3 separate regions of the Pan troglodytes genome follow, and all the other regions are linked to region 2. Evidence: chromatin contacts called from public Hi-C data. All regions are on one chromosome and are shown on one strand. Each heading gives the region's core, a stretch centred on a gene start, on an enhancer-like site or on the middle of the called end of the contact. The rest is flanking DNA. Distances are from core to core; before and after follow the strand shown. Region 1 overlaps SIPA1L2 (signal induced proliferation associated 1 like 2). Region 2 holds the start of SIPA1L2 (signal induced proliferation associated 1 like 2). Region 3 overlaps SIPA1L2 (signal induced proliferation associated 1 like 2).

The links. Hi-C and Micro-C count contacts between places; a contact is called where the count stands out from the background.
Region 1: a Hi-C map of stem cell-derived neural progenitor cells shows a contact between it and region 2, with 7 times the contacts expected there. The contact joins the enhancer-like site here to the promoter of SIPA1L2 in region 2. A contact is called at or near these places in 1 of 7 Hi-C or Micro-C datasets (stem cell-derived neural progenitor cells) and 1 of 1 datasets of contacts at active chromatin or transcription factors (stem cell-derived excitatory neurons).
Region 3: a contact with region 2 is called in a Hi-C map of stem cell-derived neural progenitor cells, with 5 times the contacts expected there. The contact joins the enhancer-like site here to the promoter of SIPA1L2 in region 2. A contact is called at or near these places in 1 of 7 Hi-C or Micro-C datasets (stem cell-derived neural progenitor cells) and 1 of 1 datasets of contacts at active chromatin or transcription factors (stem cell-derived excitatory neurons).

The regions. Positions count from the first base shown.
Region 1 is chr1:16,748,228-16,750,950 of NHGRI_mPanTro3-v2.0_pri, forward strand. SIPA1L2 (signal induced proliferation associated 1 like 2) reads left to right here. Exons shown (of 21, transcript XM_063790534.1): 14 at 470-858. Among named protein-coding and RNA genes, the nearest start is that of SIPA1L2, 190 kb to the left of the region's middle. Within about 2 kb of position 1,279, at least 6 of the 24 cell types and tissues checked have an H3K27ac peak or open chromatin away from gene starts, as enhancers often do. A contact at or near this core is called in stem cell-derived neural progenitor cells, where this site is marked.
Region 2 is chr1:16,557,643-16,560,415 of NHGRI_mPanTro3-v2.0_pri, forward strand. SIPA1L2 (signal induced proliferation associated 1 like 2) reads left to right here and starts at 1,343. Exons shown (of 21, transcript XM_063790534.1): 1 at 1,343-1,420.
Region 3 is chr1:16,713,286-16,716,301 of NHGRI_mPanTro3-v2.0_pri, forward strand. The region is part of intron 6 of SIPA1L2 (signal induced proliferation associated 1 like 2); the gene reads left to right. Among named protein-coding and RNA genes, the nearest start is that of SIPA1L2, 160 kb to the left of the region's middle. Within about 2 kb of position 1,451, at least 4 of the 24 cell types and tissues checked have an H3K27ac peak or open chromatin away from gene starts, as enhancers often do. A contact at or near this core is called in stem cell-derived neural progenitor cells, where this site is marked.

The sequences.
Region 1 (2,723 bases), core at 29-2,528, 190 kb after region 2:
AGAGGGTTAAGTGATTAACCAGAAAGTCCTACCTTTGTGACTGGAACCTAAGTCTTCTGCCCTGAACTCGAGGCTGGCACTATAATTTGTCATGAAGCATTTTCTTAATAAGTGGCCCTTCTCTTCCTTGTATTAATTTCCCATGTTTCTTCCCAGTTTATATCACCTTTGTTTATTATTTTCTTTGCTAGTGACACTGTGGCCATAGTTTTGTGCTTAATGCACAAATAATTAAAGACTTAAAGATACCCATTTAACTTAGATAAATTATGGGAAGAAGTATGAATTAGAGACTTCTGCACAAAACCAGGTTGTTTTTGAAAAAGGAAAATCCTGTCATTACCCACATTGAAGAGTGAGTAGAAAGGGCTTGGGTGCGATCCCATGGCTTGTAGCTCCCTGAGTCAGGGTGAGAAGCACCTGAGTTCAAGATTCACTTGAAAACCCTCTGTTCCTCTTTCTTCTCAAGATTGGGGATAAAAGTTGCTCCAGTCACTCCAGCAGCAACACGCTCTCCAGCAACACCTCCAGCAACAGTGACGACAAGCACTTTGGGTCTGGCGACCTGATGGACCCCGAATTACTGGGGCTGACCTACATCAAAGGGGCCTCCACCGACAGTGGCATCGACACGGCCCCGTGCATGCCTGCCACCATCCTCGGCCCTGTGCACCTGGCAGGCAGCAGGTCCCTGATCCACAGCCGGGCCGAGCAGTGGGCTGATGCTGCCGACGTCTCTGGGCCTGACGACGAGCCAGCCAAGTTATATTCTGTGCATGGCTACGCGTCCGCCATCTCCGCCGGCAGTGCTGCGGAAGGCAGCATGGGCGATCTCAGTGAGATATCCTCTCATTCCAGGTAAGCCCCACAGCACTGCAGAGTAGTACCTGCTGGTGCCACCTGGGCCCTGCCTGCTGCGATAGGGCAGAAGCCTGAACTGTAAGCAGTAGGGGCATCAGGTAGGTTGGTGTAATTTTTCCTAGCTGTCTGACATCAGAGGAAGGGCTTGTTTCTACAATATGAAAATGTCAAAGCTTGCATGTTAACAAGTCCCTTGTTGGTGTTTTTTTTTTCCTATTAAGTTTGAGTGAAAAGTCAATAGAGATATTAATCGCTCTAGTCAGGCCACTTATGTCTCTCTCCTAATTCAACCTGTTGTCCCTACGTGTTTTGGAGAAGGGGTGGCACTCACTAATCTTCAGACCGTAGTAGTAGGAAGCCATGAAGGCAGCATGTGCGTGGAGCACATGTAGCTCCCTGCCGTGAGGGCATGCACACACTTCCTCCCTGTTCCTACGGCCCTGACAGCAGGGGAGGCCTGAGATCATGTGTATAACAATGAAAGTGTGTTCAGCTCTGCAGCTGGGGTTCATTCAGTAAAGACTAGCTAAGTGTAAAGGAACTGTATTCTAAGTACTCTAAGTGTAGATGTTTAATATCTCCTCATGAGTGGTTTTAAACTCCTGTTTGACATACTTCTCTGCAGTGGTTTTAAAATACCTAATTTGCGATTTCTGCCTTCACTTTCAAAGACTAGGCAAAGGACAAAGAAATGCATTTATTCAGTTTGGCTGTGGACAGAATTTAACTATTTATAGCAACTACCACTGTCATTTTTCTGCTTGTTTCCAAGGCCTTCCCTGATTCAGCTCCAAGTTACTCTCTGACTCCTGCCCACAATGCTGGAGGGCAGAGTCAGATGAACTAAGGATGGGAATATTTCTTGCAGGTACCTAGTGCTATGAGGGAGCATTTCTCCAAATGATGGTGCTCAAGGCAGACCTGTAGCGGTCACAGTGAAAGGCTTTTTATGTTCCTCAGGCTCCCCTTCAAAGTCCCCCCTCACCCCACCACTGCCAGGGGATACTGAGTGTCATTCAGGGACCTTTACATTACAAGTTAAAGAAACTCCATGCTGTTTGGTTCATGCCACCAGGGTCATATTGGGGCTTATGTAAACAACAAGTCTAGCACTTTCAAGGTTCTGCTTGACCCAGCGTCTCAAAATGATACTGCCCAGGACCAGGTTGCCTCCATCTTCCCACTCCACATGACCATTTCCCAAAATCTCAGCATTCTTCTCTTGGCTGAAAACAGCTGTGCCACCTGCAGACCTCCCACAGTCACGCTCGTCTGTCCCCAGGTAGAAAGTGGTTTTTTTCTAATTTCTGCAGAAGAAACAGGTTTCTGCCCTCTCCAAAGCCAACCCCCGCCCCCACACCACCCCCGTATCTCCTCACATGTTCCTAGCTCTAATCATGTGGTTAGGGGGTAGCATCGTCTACGGCACTCGGGGCCCTCAGCCTGGGCTGGGGGTCAGTCCCTGTCACCAAGCCGTACAGCTGAGGAATGGCAAATACAGCCACTGCCCCAGAAGAGAAGCAGGACATTATTTGACCTGGAGAAGGGGGAGTGGATGCCAGAGAGTAGAAATCATATGTGTCCACCATGCAGAGGGAGCTTAGGATATGAAGATTATTTTCAAAATAGACATTCCTACTACTTTTTTTTACCAGTTCTATTTAATAATTTGACTTAAAATAGGTTTAGTACTAATAACTAATACAATAATTAAGGATTATCAGTGAATTTGGTTATCTGAATTATTCCTGGCTTAATTTCAGGAATAGTGGTCATACTGTGGAGACCATCTCGGGATTGCACAACCTGCTAACATCTAGTTCAAAGTTGAGATGATTTGTAAAAGAGCTGATTTCATGACA
Region 2 (2,773 bases), core at 93-2,592:
CACCACAGGCGCCTGCCACCACGCCCGGCTATTTTTTGTATTTTTAGTAGAGACTGGGTTTCACCGTGTTAGCCAGGAAGATCCTGATCTCCTGACCTTGTGATCCTCCCGCCTCAGCCTCCCAAAGTGCTGGGATTACAGGCTTGAGCCACCGCGCCCGGCTTCATAAATGTTTGTTAAATGAATACATGACAATCTTGTAAATGCTGATAATGGGGTGACAATTGGGAAACTCATCAAAACCTGGAGTGCTCAGGAATTGTATTATGTCACAGGATTGCTTCTTGACCTGTTTAGTTATACCTAATCCCACAGATTATACCTATAATTTAAAAAGATACGAAAGATTGTATAATGTGTACATGCTTCAGATCACAGAGAAATATAGTGTGGGAAGGACCGCCTCTATTTACCTTTTAACAGGGCTGTGTTCTAGGAAGTGTTTGTGATAGGGAAGTAGAGAGAACACTTTTTCTTCAGGAAGAAGTCTGACTCTAGAAGGGGAGAAACTGAAAGCCCCAATCCAGTCTCAGGGAACCCAGCTCAAAACTCTGACAAAAAAGCCTGCTCAGGAAATTCTACGGTGTGGCTGGAAGGTAAGTTAGAGGCTGCCTCCACCTGCTTTATTATTCCTGCGTATAGATGACTGTTGCTGTCCATTTAGGCAGAGTCAATTCCAGTCTAGCTTAAAAGATTCTTCTGAGACCCTTTAATCTTTCAGCATCTAATTCAAATGTCAAGCAATTTACAATAATAGTTTCAAATAATGCTTCCTCACAGGTGAGTCAACATTTCTAAGAAAGCAGAAAAGTTGGGTATAAAAAGTTCAATTCTTCCTCGTCAGAAAAAAGATGCAAGACATTTCTACCGTGGGCTGAGCGCTGCCTGGAGGGCAGGGAGGAAGGGGTGAGCGGACCGCGCTGGGATGTGGGTGCCTGGAACTGCCAATCTCTCCGTTTTCCCCCTGGCTCCTAAAGGTCTCTTAGCAGCATTTCCTGCACGCTGGCACCCCCTGTCCTCCTAACGTTTTACTGCCTGCGTGTTTCTCTGTGCTTCCCCACCCTCCGACCCACAGGGCCCGGGGCGCCCTCCGGGGGCCGGCACACAGCAGGGTCTCGCTTCCTCGCGCTGTCTTCTTCAGATGGGATCACTTCGACTTGCGGCCGTTTGGGCGTTCGCGGGGCCTCGGCGATTCTGTGGCGTCCTGGGCTGTGTATGTAGCCCCAACGGCCGAGGCTCACGGATCCGACCGCCCGGCCGCCGCGTCTGTCCCAAGTTGGGAGACGGGAGGGCCGGGTGGGGTCGCGCCTGCGCCAGGGGGCGGCTCAGAACCAGACTCGCGGTTTTTAACTTATTCCTCAGAGGGGCGAAAGCGAGTCCCGACAAGGACGGCGACGGCTCTCTAGAAGCCGGGGTCCAGGTAGGCTGCCCGGCCCTCGAGCTCGCCCAGCGCGGCTCATGATGCGCCCCGCAGCCCCCTCCCCAAGAAGGGCGTCCGGGCCCCTCCTGGACGCGCAGCTCCCGCGCGCCGCGGGGCCTGGGAACAGCGCACCGGCTGCGCCCGGAGCCGGGCGGACGGTGAGACTGACGGCGTCCGCGCCCAATCGTGGGGCGGGGCCGAGGGGGCCTGCAGGCAGCTACCAATGGGAGCCCGCAGAGCGGGCGGGGGGCGGTGCCGCTGGGCGGGCGGGCGGTGGCATCGGGAGCCGGCGCGGCAGACTGGGAGCCCGGGAGGAGCTGGCGGAGCGAGAGGAGGAGGAGGACGGAGGAGGAGCACCGCGCCCCCGCCGGCCGCCCGAGCGCAGGCCGAGAGCTCCAGCCGCAGCCGGCGGGTCCGGGCCGCCTCCGCCGGAGCCCGGCGCGGGGAGAGTCCGGGCCGATGGGCAGCCCGGGGCAACGGCGGGCGGCGAGGCGGCAGCCCGGGTACGCGCCGCCCGGGGCGCACAGGCTGTAGCAGGTCCCGGCGGACGGCGTTGCGAAGGTTCGTGTCGGGGAATCCGACGGGCAGCGTGGCGAGGGTCGGTTCGGGATGCCTGCGGCCAGGCGGGGACTGTCCCGAAGGGGAAGGGGATGCCCTTCGGGGCGCTTTGGGGGGCTGACGGCGGCGAGGGGTGCGAGGGGCGCGGCGCAGGGTCCGGCTTGTAGACGCAGATGCGCCCGCGCTCCCGATCCCCGGCTGGAAGAGGAGCCGCCGCCGCCTGTTCTCTCCAAGTTATCGATCGGCTGAAAGGTTATTCCCGTCTCGGCGACACAGGCACTGAGGAGGATCTCCTCCAGGTGCCCAGAACTCCGCTCTGACTAACGCTCTCTGGAAGGGCTCGCGGTTGCCCGACGCAGCTTCCCCGGCGCGCTTGGCCGGCTGACGCCGAACTTGCTGCGGGGCTCATTCCCCTTCTAGAGGGGGTGCGCCCGGAGCGCGCGCCCTCACCGGGACGGATCCCTCTTTGTAAGACCGTGAGCCTCCGGCGAGCGCTCTTCTCACTCGCCGCGACCTTTCTTCCCACTTTGCCAGCTCCTGGGCCTCTCCGGGTCTTCCCGTGTCAGTGAGGGTAGTTTGCCCACGTCCTGGGAATATCCCTAGGAACACCTACAGATTAATTTTCAGCCGTGCAGCAAACCCAAAGAATCAATTTCGGCTCATCATCTGCAAGAGAGAGCCGAGGCTTCTCGGAAAGAGAGAACAACTTGGCATTACCCCTGTGGGAGATATTTGTCATCATTAACCTGCTTGAGTTAAATTAATTCAGCCCAAGATGACTCTGGCCTGAGTATT
Region 3 (3,016 bases), core at 201-2,700, 160 kb after region 2:
TGTCTAATTCAGCTTTCATTTTTCACCCAAGTGTGCTGTCTGATACTTATTTTCACTTCCTGGTTTTTTTCTTCTCAGTTTGCTTTTTGAGTTTTTTCCTCTCGTTAATTTTTTTTTTTACTGATATATAATAGTTGTACATATTTTGGGGTTACACTCTGTATTTTGATACCTGCATACAATATGTATTGATCACATCAGAGTAATTGGCATATCTGTTACCACAAACACTTATCTTTGTGTTGAGAACATTTCAAATTTTTTTGCAGCTGTTTTGAAATACACAATAAATTGCTGCTAATGACAGTTTCCCTACTGTACTGTTGAATAATTAGAACATACTCCTTCTATCTTACTGTATTTTTGCACTAAGTTAAAACTGGTCTTGTGAGATCCCGGTTTGTTTAAGGAACTGAGGCTAAACCTATGGCCATATATGGATATATGGTATTTCTGTAGCATCTATATGCTTTTGCCATGGAGTTGGGTGAAGACTCACATTTTCTCTTTCCTTGTCATAACAAGAGCTTATTCCTGTTTCACAGCTGGAATCGAGTGTTAGAAATTTAGTAGAAATGACTATGTAAATCTATCTAATACAATATTTATTAACTCACTGTTGCAGTTGAAGACACTAATAAGTTGGTTCTCTTGACATCACTGAAAATTGTCATTAGCTTTACATACCTAGAAAGAAGTTCGCCCCAGAAGATGTCATTCCTACAATTCCCTCAAACAAATAGTACCCTCAGGTTTTGCCAGCCTGCGTTCGTTTGTGGTTTGCCATCCCTTTCCCCCATTTACAGACTCTGATTGTATAGAATTTCATTGACCAGTTAGAAAAAAGCATAAACTAAATACTAAAGAAAACATTTGCCTTTAAGAAGTTCAAGAAATTACTTATTTCATGTTTGACAAAGTCCTAAAACAGAAAAATGAATAATATTTCTGTTAATTTTCCAGATATTTTCTTTAGTCTCTGAAGCAAATTCAAGCATCCTATTAATGGATAGTGTTCATTTTTCTTATTATATTCTCCTTCAAAGAGCTTTAGATTTTACCCTTCCTAATGAATCTTCTTGTTCCCGCCTCCAATCGTTTATTTTTTTCTACAAAGTGCATTATGTGGCCATGGTTAAATTAACTAGACTTTTGAAAACATTTTTTGGCCCATTTTACAAAGCAAAAGAATGTGTCTAGAAAGGGACAACAGTGGTTTGGCATGTTGTCAAGGTAACCAGACTTTAACTTGTGCTTTAACTTGTGCTTTAAATAGTCCTGTGGTGAAGTATAGAATCAGACCCAACATGTTCCTTCAGGAGGAAAAGAAATTGGACAGGAATAACTGTGCAATTTGCTGTTGCAGTCTCAACAGCCATGAAGCACTGACTAACAAGGCCCTCCCTGCACCCTGTGTTTAATGGAGAGGGCTGGCCAACGTGAAGCCACACCGGCAATCACTCAGGAAGTAGGAGGCGCTGAACTCACTGCCTGGCCTTGGCCAAAGTGAGCTCCATCTTTTGACAGTCTGAGAATTCCTGTGTTTCAAGGGCACTGAATAAAGTAGAGTATGAACTGCTGTGTTTTGTAGTCTACAGATACATTGAACACAATGATGGGCATATTTTTAAAAACTATTCCTGATTTTTCCTTGTCTCATTACAATGCCTATGAATCATGTATTTCAATTTTTGGAGAAAAGAGTAAAGAATGTCCTTGCCAAAGATAGTTTTCACTGATTATTTACATGCATTTGAAATGGCACATTTTAAATATCTAGCAAACTTTTTTAAAACTACATATTTAAATGAGGTGGCTCATTGGGTCTGTATTATGATGTACTAATGTATGTTTCCAGACTTCACTCAGACAGTAAGATGATTTTTGTGTGTTTATAACTTTGACCATGGGGATTTAAGTAGGAATTTCTCAGCATATGAATCAGCAGTTTAACTGGCCTGTAGAAAACTCTGAAAGAATGAACATTTCATTCCCACTTTTCCAGGCCTTTTATCATGCTAAATCACAAGTCAGGGACCTGACAATGAAATCCTTTTTGTATCTGAGTTTAAAAGGCTTTAAAAGTTGAACTTAATGGTCTTTATTTGGAATATGCACTGTAGGTGCCAAATAAATTTAAGGGTAAGGTCGTGGTCTTTCATATTGCTAGTAAAAAGAGATTTACTATCTGAGATTGTCACATTCCAGCAATGACATCACCAAGTTGTGTAAGGATTGTTGTATGTATTAAAACTGAAGATCACAAACTTTTGAGAGCACAAATCTATGCCTTCACTTGCATAAGCTTACCGAGTGCCTTTATGTGGATTTATTGGCATGTGTTCATAGGAAAGAAGTGGTCACAATTTTAATGCATAATGTGATGTGTCAGTAAGTGTATATTTGGATTATTTATTTGTTAAACAAATGTGTATTGGGTACCTCCTTTGCCTGCACACCATTAGAAACTAGGAAACTGAAAGTCACTATGACACTTCTGTGCCCTCATGAAGGTTATGACCTGATGCAGAAGAAGTAAACCAACCATTAGGAGACAGTACAACAACCAGTGTAATAGAAATAGGCCCGGGAAATAGGAAGTTTCTTTCAGATGAGGTGGGGTCTACAGAGACAACTGCATTGTCTGGGAGAAACCTGGAGGGAAGGGGGCATTCTTGGCAGAAGGAACATCAAAAGTAAAGGCGTTGGTCAAGTGTTACTGCTCTGAGCGTCATTCCCCCTGCCAGATTTGTGATTTATAAAATTACGAATGATTGGGCTTCTGGTTATTAATCCAGTTGAATTCTGTGTTTCTGAATTGCATTTTAAACGGCCAGGGTTCAGTTAATTGGTTTGTATTATTGCTCACCAGAATGACAGTGTTCTGTATTTTTGTTGCAGAAATGCACGTTACTTTACTGTGGGAGCACAGGATACAAGCTGAAGCCCGCCGGGGTGATAGTGTAGGACTTTTCAGCAAACCTGTACCCTCTCTTGGACTTTGTCTTCTAGAGCT